2 separate regions of the Macaca mulatta genome follow, and region 1 is linked to region 2. The links are chromatin contacts, called in public Hi-C maps. All regions are on one chromosome and are shown on one strand. Each heading gives the region's core, a stretch centred on a gene start, on an enhancer-like site or on the middle of the called end of the contact. The rest is flanking DNA. Distances are from core to core; before and after follow the strand shown. Region 1 holds the start of BCL6B (BCL6B transcription repressor). Region 2 holds the start of C16H17orf100 (chromosome 16 C17orf100 homolog).

What was found. Hi-C and Micro-C count contacts between places; a contact is called where the count stands out from the background.
Region 1: a contact with region 2 is called in a Hi-C map of fetal cortex germinal zone, with 5 times the contacts expected there. The contact joins the promoter of BCL6B here to the promoter of C16H17orf100 in region 2. A contact is called at or near these places in 2 of 14 Hi-C or Micro-C datasets (fetal cortex germinal zone and fetal cortical plate).

What each region holds. Positions count from the first base shown.
Region 1 is chr16:8,495,144-8,500,090 of T2T-MMU8v2.0, reverse strand. It overlaps BCL6B (BCL6B transcription repressor), which reads right to left and starts at 1,447. Exons shown (of 9, transcript XM_001105202.5): 1 at 1,275-1,447; 2 at 523-713; 3 at 71-292. The coding sequence starts at 701. It overlaps LOC106993873 (a long non-coding RNA gene), which reads left to right and starts at 4,716. Exons shown (of 3, transcript XR_001440248.3): 1 at 4,716-4,947.
Region 2 is chr16:8,132,940-8,138,226 of T2T-MMU8v2.0, reverse strand. C16H17orf100 (chromosome 16 C17orf100 homolog) reads right to left here and starts at 3,606. Exons shown (of 1, transcript XM_077970178.1): 1 at 1-3,606. The coding sequence starts at 3,318. The coding sequence ends at 2,941. It overlaps MED31 (mediator complex subunit 31), which reads left to right and starts at 3,603. Exons shown (of 4, transcript NM_001194236.2): 1 at 3,603-3,730; 2 at 4,517-4,594; 3 at 4,875-4,971. The coding sequence starts at 3,703.

The sequences.
Region 1 (4,947 bases), core at 198-2,697, 360 kb before region 2:
GCCATTGCCTAATCTCTGCCTCTGCCCTTAATACCTCACCCACAGAGAACGCTGAGCCGGGGTCCCTCACCTGGCCTGGATGAAGCGGTGGCATGCCTGGACCACGTGCTCCATCTGCAAATAGGTGGCGGCCGCAAGGACTGCAGGTGCAGTGGCCGGAGAGAGGCGCAGGCGGGAAGTGTACATGAAGTCCAGTAGGGGGGCGAAGCCTCTCGCTTCGGGACCCCCGGGCAGAGAGAGCACGTCCACCCCGACTCCCGCACGGCCCCGGAAAATTGAGTAAAAGAAGCCACTGGAGAGAGAGCAGATAGGTCCCTTAGGGGCTGGGGAACCAAGGGAGACACGCGCCGCTTTAGGAAGCCCCGCCCCCTGAAAAGTCCCGCCTCCTCACTATCACCCCGCCCCCAATTCTCGGACGCTCCTCCTCCTGCTTCTGAAAGACTTGGCTTCGGATTCCCTTTCAAAGGCCCTGTGGTCCCACCCCTTTCCCATTTGGCCCCGCCCCTGCCCCACCCCTCGAACCTGCAGGCTATGAGAACTGCCTTGTGTGCCCTGAGGGGTTGCCCGCCAACCAGCAGCGTGACGTCAGTGAGGATCCCGCGCAGGCGCAGCTCGTTGAGGTTGCCCAGCACGTCGGAGGAGTGGCGAGTGAACTCGCGGACGTAGCCCAGCGCTCCCTCCGGGGCGGCGGGGGAACCCATAGCGACGCAGGCCTGTAGAGGCCGTGGAAAGTGCTCTGGATCCAGGCAGTTCTAAGACGCCTTCCCTCCTCTGTTTGCCTTTTCCTTCCGTGGTGCAGCTAGAGCCAGGGCCTCCAGCCCCTAGCCCCGGCACACGCAGCCTCCCTCCTAATTCTTCTTGTTCATTATACCCTCTACGACACCCTCGCTCCCTTGCCTCTTCCAGATCCCACAGCGCTTGGAGCCAGCTGAAGGTTCCACACCGCTGCGTCGTTGGCGAGCGTGGGGAATCCCGCGCCCATCGCCCTGGGTTCGACTCCCAGTGCCCCTCCAGCACCGCCACTCCCTTCTGCCCGCCTGTGTCTCAGGTGTCCGACCCTGCCTAGAGATCTGACGGCCTGCCGTCCACACACCTCCAAACCCCAGCCGAGGCTCTCTCCCCCGAACTACGGAATTCTGCGACTCCTATCTAGTCCCCAGATCCCTAGCTTAGCCCAGTTTCTGGGGCTCAGGCTTGCTGATGGCAAGCTCCACACGAGCTCCAACCCTCTTGGGGGACCCAGGAGTCTGGCTCCCTCAGTCTCTTGTTCTTACCCCCGTCCTGCAGGGGCCCGTCTTCTCTTCTTAAGGGGGGCGGGGTCTCTCTCCCCTCTTGGCCTGGGCTCCTTTATCTGGCCGGGATGTCGGGGGCGGGGGTGGAGGTGGGGTGAACGCCTGGGTCTGTATCCTTCCTTCCTCCCTCGCTCTCCAGATGGCGAGCCCAGGGCGGGGTCTCCGTCTCGAGGGCGGGACCTCAGAAACAAGGGGTGGTCGTAACGTAGGGGGTCTTGGGTCACTGCAAGTGGACACGAGGACGGGGATATTGGAATTGGGGAGGAGGTTAGGGATATCGAGGTTGGAAATACGGGAGTCTGAGTCGTCGGAAGGCCTGGGCCAGTGAAAATTGGTGTTTTGGCTTTTGGGAGGGTTTGCCAGGAGCAAAGTGCATACGGCACCCCCTCTCCCCTTCTTGTACTGTGTTAAGGGAGAAAAGGGGGATCCCAACGAGAAAGCAGGTTTGGGCAGACGACAGTGGGCTCCTGTGGGGTCTCAGACGGGGGAGGGTGTGGTGTGAATGACAGGCTCCTGTACCCGGGCCTACAAAAAGGGGGGCTCTGGCCGGGCGGGGTAGGGAGAGGGCGGATATGATTTCTAGTCGGTTTCCTTCCATTGTCCTGCGACCGGACGGCTCCGCCAGCTGCTTCCCCTCGAGGAGGTGGGGAAAGCCCCGAGGTGGGGGTGGAGGGGCGAGAGACGCTCGGGAGACCCAGGCGTCCGGCCTATCTTGCTCCCGACTCTCTTCTGAGTCCTTGTAGGGATCCAGAGAGACGGACTCCCGCCCAAAGCCCGCTCGCTTTCCCCCAATCCCAGCTCAGGAGGGCCTCGGGCACCCGCCCGTCGGCTACGCTTGAAGGCTGGCGGGACGCCGGGGTCCAGCGCGGCAAGTAGGCAAGGCTCTGCAATGTGCGGCTCCTTCCACGAGGGGGCGGCCGAGCACTGGCCTCGCCTCGCCCCTCGTCTCCACCCGGCCGGGGGTGCGCTCAGACCCGGGCGCAGGATCCATTCGGTCTGGGCGGCTGAAACCTTTAGCCTCCTCCCGTTTGCGCGGGTTTATTTTGCACCTCTGTCTCCTAGGAGGGGACTAGGGTTGGGCGGAGGGAGCTAGAGTTAGGGGACCGAGGGGACTTTCTCCTCAGGCTGGGGTTCCTACCTGAGGTGAGAAATCGTGGGCTTCAGGAGCCAGGGGAATGGGTGCGACAAGAAGGGGGACCTGAGCCTGGGAACTCCGGGTTTCTTTTCGAATTAAGCTAGACACTGCTACCCAGATGTCTTTGGAGGTGACTTTTAATTGCACATTAATATTAAAATTGGGTGGGGTAAACAAGAGAAGGGAAAACGAGGAGAAGGGAGAGAGGGCAGGAGGGGGCTTAACAACCCTAATTTGAAGTCCCTGATCTGAGAGATGGGCATGGATCACACCCTCATATTTTGTTTCGGGAGACATTGCGGGGAGGCAAGGCAAAGCTCATTTGGAGAAGGGGTGCTAGAGCTGAATCCAGCTGCAAGGCAGAAGCTCCCCGGATTTGGGCTGGGAAGAGTGTACAGTCGGCCAGGATTGACCGGCCATGGTCCATGAGGCTAGATATCAGGCCGGGGGCCCTCGCCTTCAGACCGGAGTGTGTCTTTATTTGAATGCATGAAAGAACAGCTGAGAAACCGGGAATTGGGAAATTCAGGACGATGAGGTGACGATGAGGTGGCTTTGACATGTGAGGGTTATTTAGGTCTCTGCCCAGCCTGGAGATGAGAATTAGACTAAGGGCTCCCTTTGGCATCAGGATGGAGTATTATTTGGTCAGTTGTGGGGTGCCTGTTTATTATGGGGTGTTGATTTGATTGTGAGCACCGGTGGCTGCATTCAGCCTTTGAGGCCTATATGGTAAGTTTCAGGTATGGGGCTGACTTTGAAGCTACATTAGTTCTGCGGGTTCTGACACCCACAATTTGGAGATTGTGCTCATCTGTGTCATTTTGGACTATCAGCAGAACCAAAGTACTCATGCCGATTTGGGGGTGCAGTCTATTTTGGGGTGCCATCTACGTTTCAAGGCTCAGATTAGATTTGGGGGATAAGAAGTTCAATTTGGAGTTTTAAAAATTAGTTTGAGGTGGAACATTATAGGAAGCTGGGAGCAAGTTCGAGGCTATCTGTGATTGGGGGTCTGGGGAGGGGGGAGCAAACTTTTGTATTTGGGTCTTGTGGAAACTCATGTTCCACAAAGTGGAAAGACGTGGGGTATTCCAGTGTATCTATGGATACCCAAGAAGCTTTTTCCCTGGGGGAGAAACAAGGTGAGGGCCGCGAGGACAGGAGACTAAAGTTCTGGGGTGTCCTTATTTTGGGGGTGTTTTGTCACTCTGGATGCTTTTGGTGAAGCTAAGGGATAATCATAAGGTGAGACTGATTTGGGGGTTCACGTAATTGGGACCCTGGTTTGGGATGTCTTTTGCTTATAGTACCCTCTCACCCCAGATTTGAGAAGTTTCTTTAGTGAACCCCCAAATAAGCCCAGGATTTGAAGGGAGAAACTTGGAAAGGGTGTGGTATCTCCTTTTACTATTATGTGGCTTGAGGGAGAAGTGAGGGAGAAAAGGCGGTTTCAGGCTCTGAATCCCAATTTCTTAAGGGAACACCCCTTAGTTTGGGGGAAGTTGGAGGAAAACGGGGTGTCCCTTCACAAAGTGGACACCCCTGACGAGGGCAGTGCTGTTGGAAGTGTGGCAAGGAGGGGTGCTGGTGGGGTACAAGGAGGTGATTCTTGTACCCTGATTTTCTAGGATGAGCCCCAAACAGAAAGCAGACAGAGGACTGAGAGTGTGGGTGAGATGGGGGGGAGGGGTTCCCCACGGCAGCCGGGGCTACAGGGTAAGCCAGGCCAGCTCTTCGCGCCTGGGTCCCTTCTCTCTTCGGCTCTCCTCCCCTCTCTCCCTCCCACCGCCCACCCCCCCAACCCAAGAAAAAAAAACTGCCTGTGCAACAGCAATGGCAGATTCCAATCCTCCAGGCTTTCCTAAACCACCACGGAGACCAGCCAGGGGGGAGGGGAAGGGAGGAACGGGCTTTCCTGCTTCCTTAAGACAGGGGCAATGAGCTTGACCTCCTGGCCCCTAGCCCTTTGAGGAGTGCTTCCCCCCGGTCTGGAAGCCAGGTGTCCTGGACCCTAGCCCCCGAGCGGTGGGGGGGGCCTGGAGAGACGGGGAGGAGGAAGGAGGGAGTGACTTCCAAAATTGGCATCGGGACAGAGCAGGGCTGGCGGGAGGCAGGCAAAAGACGGAATTTTCCTGAAAAAACGGGGGTATCTGAGGACCCCAAATTTGGGGAGCTAGTCCAGGACCGTTCTCCCAACATCCTAGATTTTTTTGGGATTTTTTGGGGACCCTGGGACCCCTCTAGATGGGGTGAGGAATGTAGTGTTGGGTGAATCTGACTGGGGCATTGCAGCTGCCTCTCCCGCCGAGTTGGAGACGGATGGGCTGGGACGGGTTTTGGGGGGGTGTCCCCAATTCTGACTGGGAGTGGAGGAACCCCTCCTGAGCTCTCTTGTGGGGGTGCCCCCTCCCCAGGGCACTCCCCAGTCCCTGAGCCAGCCGAGAGGAAGGAGGCCAGCGATGCGACTGGGGCGGTTCCTTTCTCCTGCACCCCAAATGTGAGGGATGCACCCTAAAT
Region 2 (5,287 bases), core at 2,357-4,856:
CCGAAATTCATTCCACCAACTTTGCACACTTGTCTTCCTTGTGCCACGCTCTGGGACTCATTCCTTTTGAGGGTAAAAGTCTCTGCCTCCCTGGGCTCCTGCCCCACAGGCGCTCCCACAGCCCGGCACCGCCCCCTCGCCATTCCGGAGCCAGCGCCAGCTGAGCGGGCCTGGCCGGAGCCACCGTCCCCTTACTTCTCCATGCCTCGGGACCCGGAGAGGGAGCCGTGGTTTCCGGAACTTCTCACACCCCTCCAGGCTTTTCCTCTGTTGGGCAGGTGACGAATCGGTGTCTTTGCTTGTTATGGCCCCTGCCATCGCCATGGAGACAGGTGAGTAGCGCTCTGAGCCTGGAGTCTCCGAAGACAGAGCTCTCCTTGTCACAGACCGCTTCTTCCGCTTCCCCGGGGCCTCCTTCCAGGCCTCACTCTCGGCAGGGTTAGTATTTGGACAGGGAGGAGAGAAGGCTCTTGTAGCATCTAGAAAGGCTAAGGTACTCTGCAGTTTTGCTAATTTGGTTTGTTCGCACATCTTTGCTATTCAAACACGACCCCACCAGCTTCCCAGCATGGGTGAGACTAAGGGAGAGGACTTGTGTCTTAAAGCATGTCCTCCTTGTGTCTTAAAGTGTGTCCTTGATTGGTTTTCTGCTTCTCATATGAGCTTGCATACGTTTGAAATATCGTCGCCAGACTTGTGTATCATTCTGCTACTTGTGCTTCTTACATATGATATGCTCCATCATCTTTTAGGCTCTTTGGAGTCTCTTGTTCAGTTTGCATCCTAAGTTTTTCTTAACTGACTCAGCAGGTAGCTTTTGCAAAACTTAATCACTGTTAACAATTGTTACAATGCATTATTAAAATAGGGGACGTCACAGTTATTACAGCCTACCTTAGTGATCACTGTTAAAATTCCTACACAGTGGCCCACAAGTGGTAGGTATTGTGTCCGATTTGTGCTGCTGTTTTCTTTAATGATTTCTCTTTACCTTTAAAGTCAACCCTCTTCCATGACTGTTTCTTAGGTCTCACTACAATCCTGCTATGTAGAAGTGGCATGCTGTCCTAATGGACCATGCTCTAGCTTTCCAAGCTGCTAGAACTGTGTTTCTCAGCCTCGGCACTATTGACATTTTGGGACCAGTGATTCTTCATTGTTGGCAGAGGGAAGGGTGTTGACCTGTGCACTGTAGGATATGAGGTGGCATCCCCAGCCTCTACCCACTAGGTGCCAGTAGCACCTAATGTGCTACCCACTCCCCCTAACTTGTCTACCAAACTAAAATGTCTCTAGAGGTTGCCATATATCCTCTGGGGTCAAAATCACACTTAGTTGAGGACCACTGTCCCACATAAAATGTAAATGGCATCATATCATTCCTCTGTTGAAAACCCTTCAATGTTTTCCTATTGACCTTAGAATAAATCTCAAATTCCTTTCTGTGGCTTAGAAGACCTTCTGTGGACTGGCCCCTGCTTGCTTCTAACTCCTCCCTTCAGTTCTGCTTCCATGTCTATATAATCGCCTCTCTCTCCCTCCAGCCACACTGGCCTTCTTTCTGTTCCTTGAACATTCAAAGCTTGTTCCCTTCTAGCTTTTGTATTTGCTGTTCTTCTGCCTAGAATGCACATGTTCCAGATCACTGTTCATTCACACATATCTCAGATTAAATGTTACCTAATCAGCAAGGACTTCCCCGACCATTTTATCAAAAGAAGCCTCTTACTTCCATTCTCTATCACATGACCCATATATTTCCTTCATAGTGCTAATCACAATAGAAAATTGTCTCGTTTTGTCATTGCTTGTCGGCCTTTTCACCAGAGTGTAAGCTCCACTACAGCTGGGACTTTGGTTTTTTTTACTGCTATAGCCCAAGTTCCCAGAATACAGGCAGTCCCCAACTTAAGATGGTTTGACTTATGATTTTTCGACTTTACAATGGTACAAAAGCGACCAGGAGAAATAGTACTTTGAGCACTCATACAACCATTGTTTTTCACTTTTAGTACAGTATGCAATAAATTACATGAGATATTCAACATTTTATTATAAAATGGGCTTTCTGTTAGATGATTTTGCTCAACGTTAGGTGTTCTGAGCATGTTTAAGGTAGGCTAGGCTAAGCTATGATGTTTAGTAGGTTAGGGATATTAAGTGCCTTTTCAAATTACCGTATTTTCAACTTACAATAGTTTTAATGGGAGGTAACCCCATTGTAAGTGGAGGAACATCTAGTACCTGGCACAGAGCAGGTTCTCAATAAATATGACTCTTCTCCATCTTCTTCAAACCTCAGACCAGGTTTCAATGGCCTCCTCTCACTTTCTCTTCTAAGATTATTTTTGCTTGCTGGTGGGTTTACTGTCATTTTTAACTACATCTAACCTACCTTTAAAAAGTGTATGGATGGGAGTGCCAGGTACAAAGACTTAGCATAAAGAAAACCACCAGTTACCTTGAAACATAAACAAAGGCCATTAATAATTTATGAGTCTGTTCCTTGCCCCTCAAGTTTCTAGCAGGCATGGAATCATTCCACAGGTCATGATTTCAGTTTGGTCTCTGTTCCTAAGGGGTGAAGGTCTTCTGAGGGCTGTGGATCCCAAACTCACCTGGCTCAGAGGCTCAAACAGCCTCTTTGTCCATCAAGCCAATTTAGACAGCATCCTGGGCATGAAAATCTTTTGTGCTGGCTTCAAGTGAAAATAGTTCACTGGGTCAAAAGTAGGCTGGTCCAAGACGCAGGATGGTCAATAAACGTTGGCTGTGTTCAGAAACTGCGGCTTGGCTGTTTCTTCCATTGATTTATGGTTTGTTTCCATGAAACCGAAAATGATTGGTCCACCTGGCAGCTGGCTGGCTGGCTGGCAACTGGAGGCCTTTCTGTCCTGGCTGAGGGCCCTGGCCCCTTGGTGGCCTTTGGGAAGCAGCATCTCATCGGGCCGGTTTTTCGTTCTGGCGGGCGGCCGGCTTGGCCCGCGGGGCTGGGCTCTCCGCGCAGTGCAGAGCCGTCTCCACCCTCAGGGACGAGGCCCTGATGTGGCGGGACGTCGTTTCCGTGCGCTGCGAGGAGGATTCCACGTGCCGGGAGGACGCCTCGAGGATGCCAGGGAGCCGCTTCCCCAAGGGGGAGAGGGAGGGCCCCTCGCTGCGGCGCTGGGAGGTCTCCACCCGCCGGGACGACGTCTCCACGCGGTGGGACGAGGTCTCCACACGGTGGGACGAGGTCTCCACGCGGACTGTGGACGTCTCTGTGTAGCGGGTGGTCCCCACCCGGGGAGAAGACTGCTTGGCCCCTCGGGCTGAGGCCATTCTGCCGGCGTGAGGGGGCCAAGGAGGCCTCGGGGCACCCCCCAGCCCAACGGTCACCGCAGGCAGAAGAGAGGAAAACTACGGTACTGCCATAGCCGGGAGCGCCACAACACGATGACGTGGAAACACCATGATCCTTCCAAGGCTAAAAACACTGGGCTCCTGCCCCTCAGGCGCTCCCACGGCCCGGGCCCCGCCCCCTCGCTATTTTGGAGCCAGCGCGGGTGGAGCCATCCCAGGGCTGGCGGGATGGGCGGAGCCGCCCGGCCCCATATCCCACAGTGCCCCGGGACCGGAAGAGAGAGCCGTGGTTTCCGGAACTTCCCCCGCCACTCTGGGCTTTTGCTCGGTCAGGCTGGTGGCGTTTTGGTGTCTTCGTTTGTTATGGCCGCTGCCGTCGCTATGGAGACAGGTGAGTAGCTCTCTGATCTTGGAGTCTTCGCAGATGGAACTCCCCTCGGTCCAGACGGCTTCCCCGTGGCCTCCTTCCAGGCCTTACTCTCGGCAGGGTTAATATTTGGACAAGGAGGTGAGAAGGCTCTTGTAGCGTCTAGAAAGACTAAGGTACTCTTTGCAGTTTTCCTAATTTGGTTTGTTCGCACATCTTTGCTATTCAGACACCACCCTACCAGCTCCCCGGCGTGGGTGAGACTAAGGGAGAGGACTTGTGTGTTAAACCGTCTCCTCCTTGATTGGTTTTCTGCTTCTCACATGAGCTTGCCTAAGTTTGAAATATCGTCGCCGGACTTTATGTGTCATTCTGCTACTGGTGCTTCTTATATGCATACGCTCCATGATCTTTTAGGCTCTGCGCAGTCTCTTGCATCCTAACTTTTTCTTAACTGATTCAGCACGTAGCTTTTGCAAAACTTAATCACTGTTAACAATTGTTATAACGCATTATTAACATAGGGGAAGCCATAGTTGTTACAGCCTACCTTAGTGATCTTAGGAATTCTCCGTTTGTGTTGCTGCTTTCTTTGATGATTTCTCTTTAATTTTAGAGAAACTTCTAACTCCTTTTAATCAGGGCTCCGCTTTTCTTAGATTTCGAAGAAAGGTTTATCTCCCCCAACTCCCAGTTTAGGAAGACCATCTCGGCATTAGTCAGGTTTCTTTATTGCTGTTTCCTTACTACAAATCAGTATTATATACAGTGACCCTTACTTTCCATGATTTTTGCTGTCTTGTCTCCTAGATGATGCTGGAAATCGACTTCGGTTTCAGTTGGAGTTGGAATTTGTGCAATGTTTAGCCAACCCAAATTACCTTAATTGTAAGTTGTTAAGCACCTCATTAAATTGAGTAGCTACTAATGATTTCTGACAGAAGAGTTGCAATTCAAAATAGTATCTACTTTTACACATTCTCAATTGAATGACATTACACTTATGCTGGTATATAGATATAATTGCGCACTGGGATTTGTGTTTTGAATTCAATGTGTGTTGGTGGTGGGGGTTTTATGTAAATAGATCCTTTACATTAGGGGTAACAAAGCATAGTTTAAAGATTGGTTTGACCTACAGACATTTTTTTTTTTTAATGCTTTTCAGTTCTTGCCCAAAGAGGTTACTTCAAAGACAAAGCTTTTGTTAATTATCTTAAATACTTGCTTTACTGGAAAGACCCAGAATATGCCAAGTATCTAAAGTAAGTTTAATTTTTATAATCCTAAGCATGTGTATACTTTATGATATGATAGATTTCTTCGTTTCACATTGGCAAAAATGTATTTGGAATCTCTCCACTTCTTTTCGTTGTCACCATCTTAACACAAGACACTCTCATCTCTAACTTGTATCACTGCAGTAATCTACTCCCTGGTTATCTCTGCTTCCACTTTTACCTTCCTGCCCCCCCCCCACCCCAAACCAAACCAAGCAAAACAGCTTTCTACACAGAAACCAACTTAGTCATTTAAAAATATAAATCAGAACACTTTACTTTCTTGCTTAGAACCTTTCCA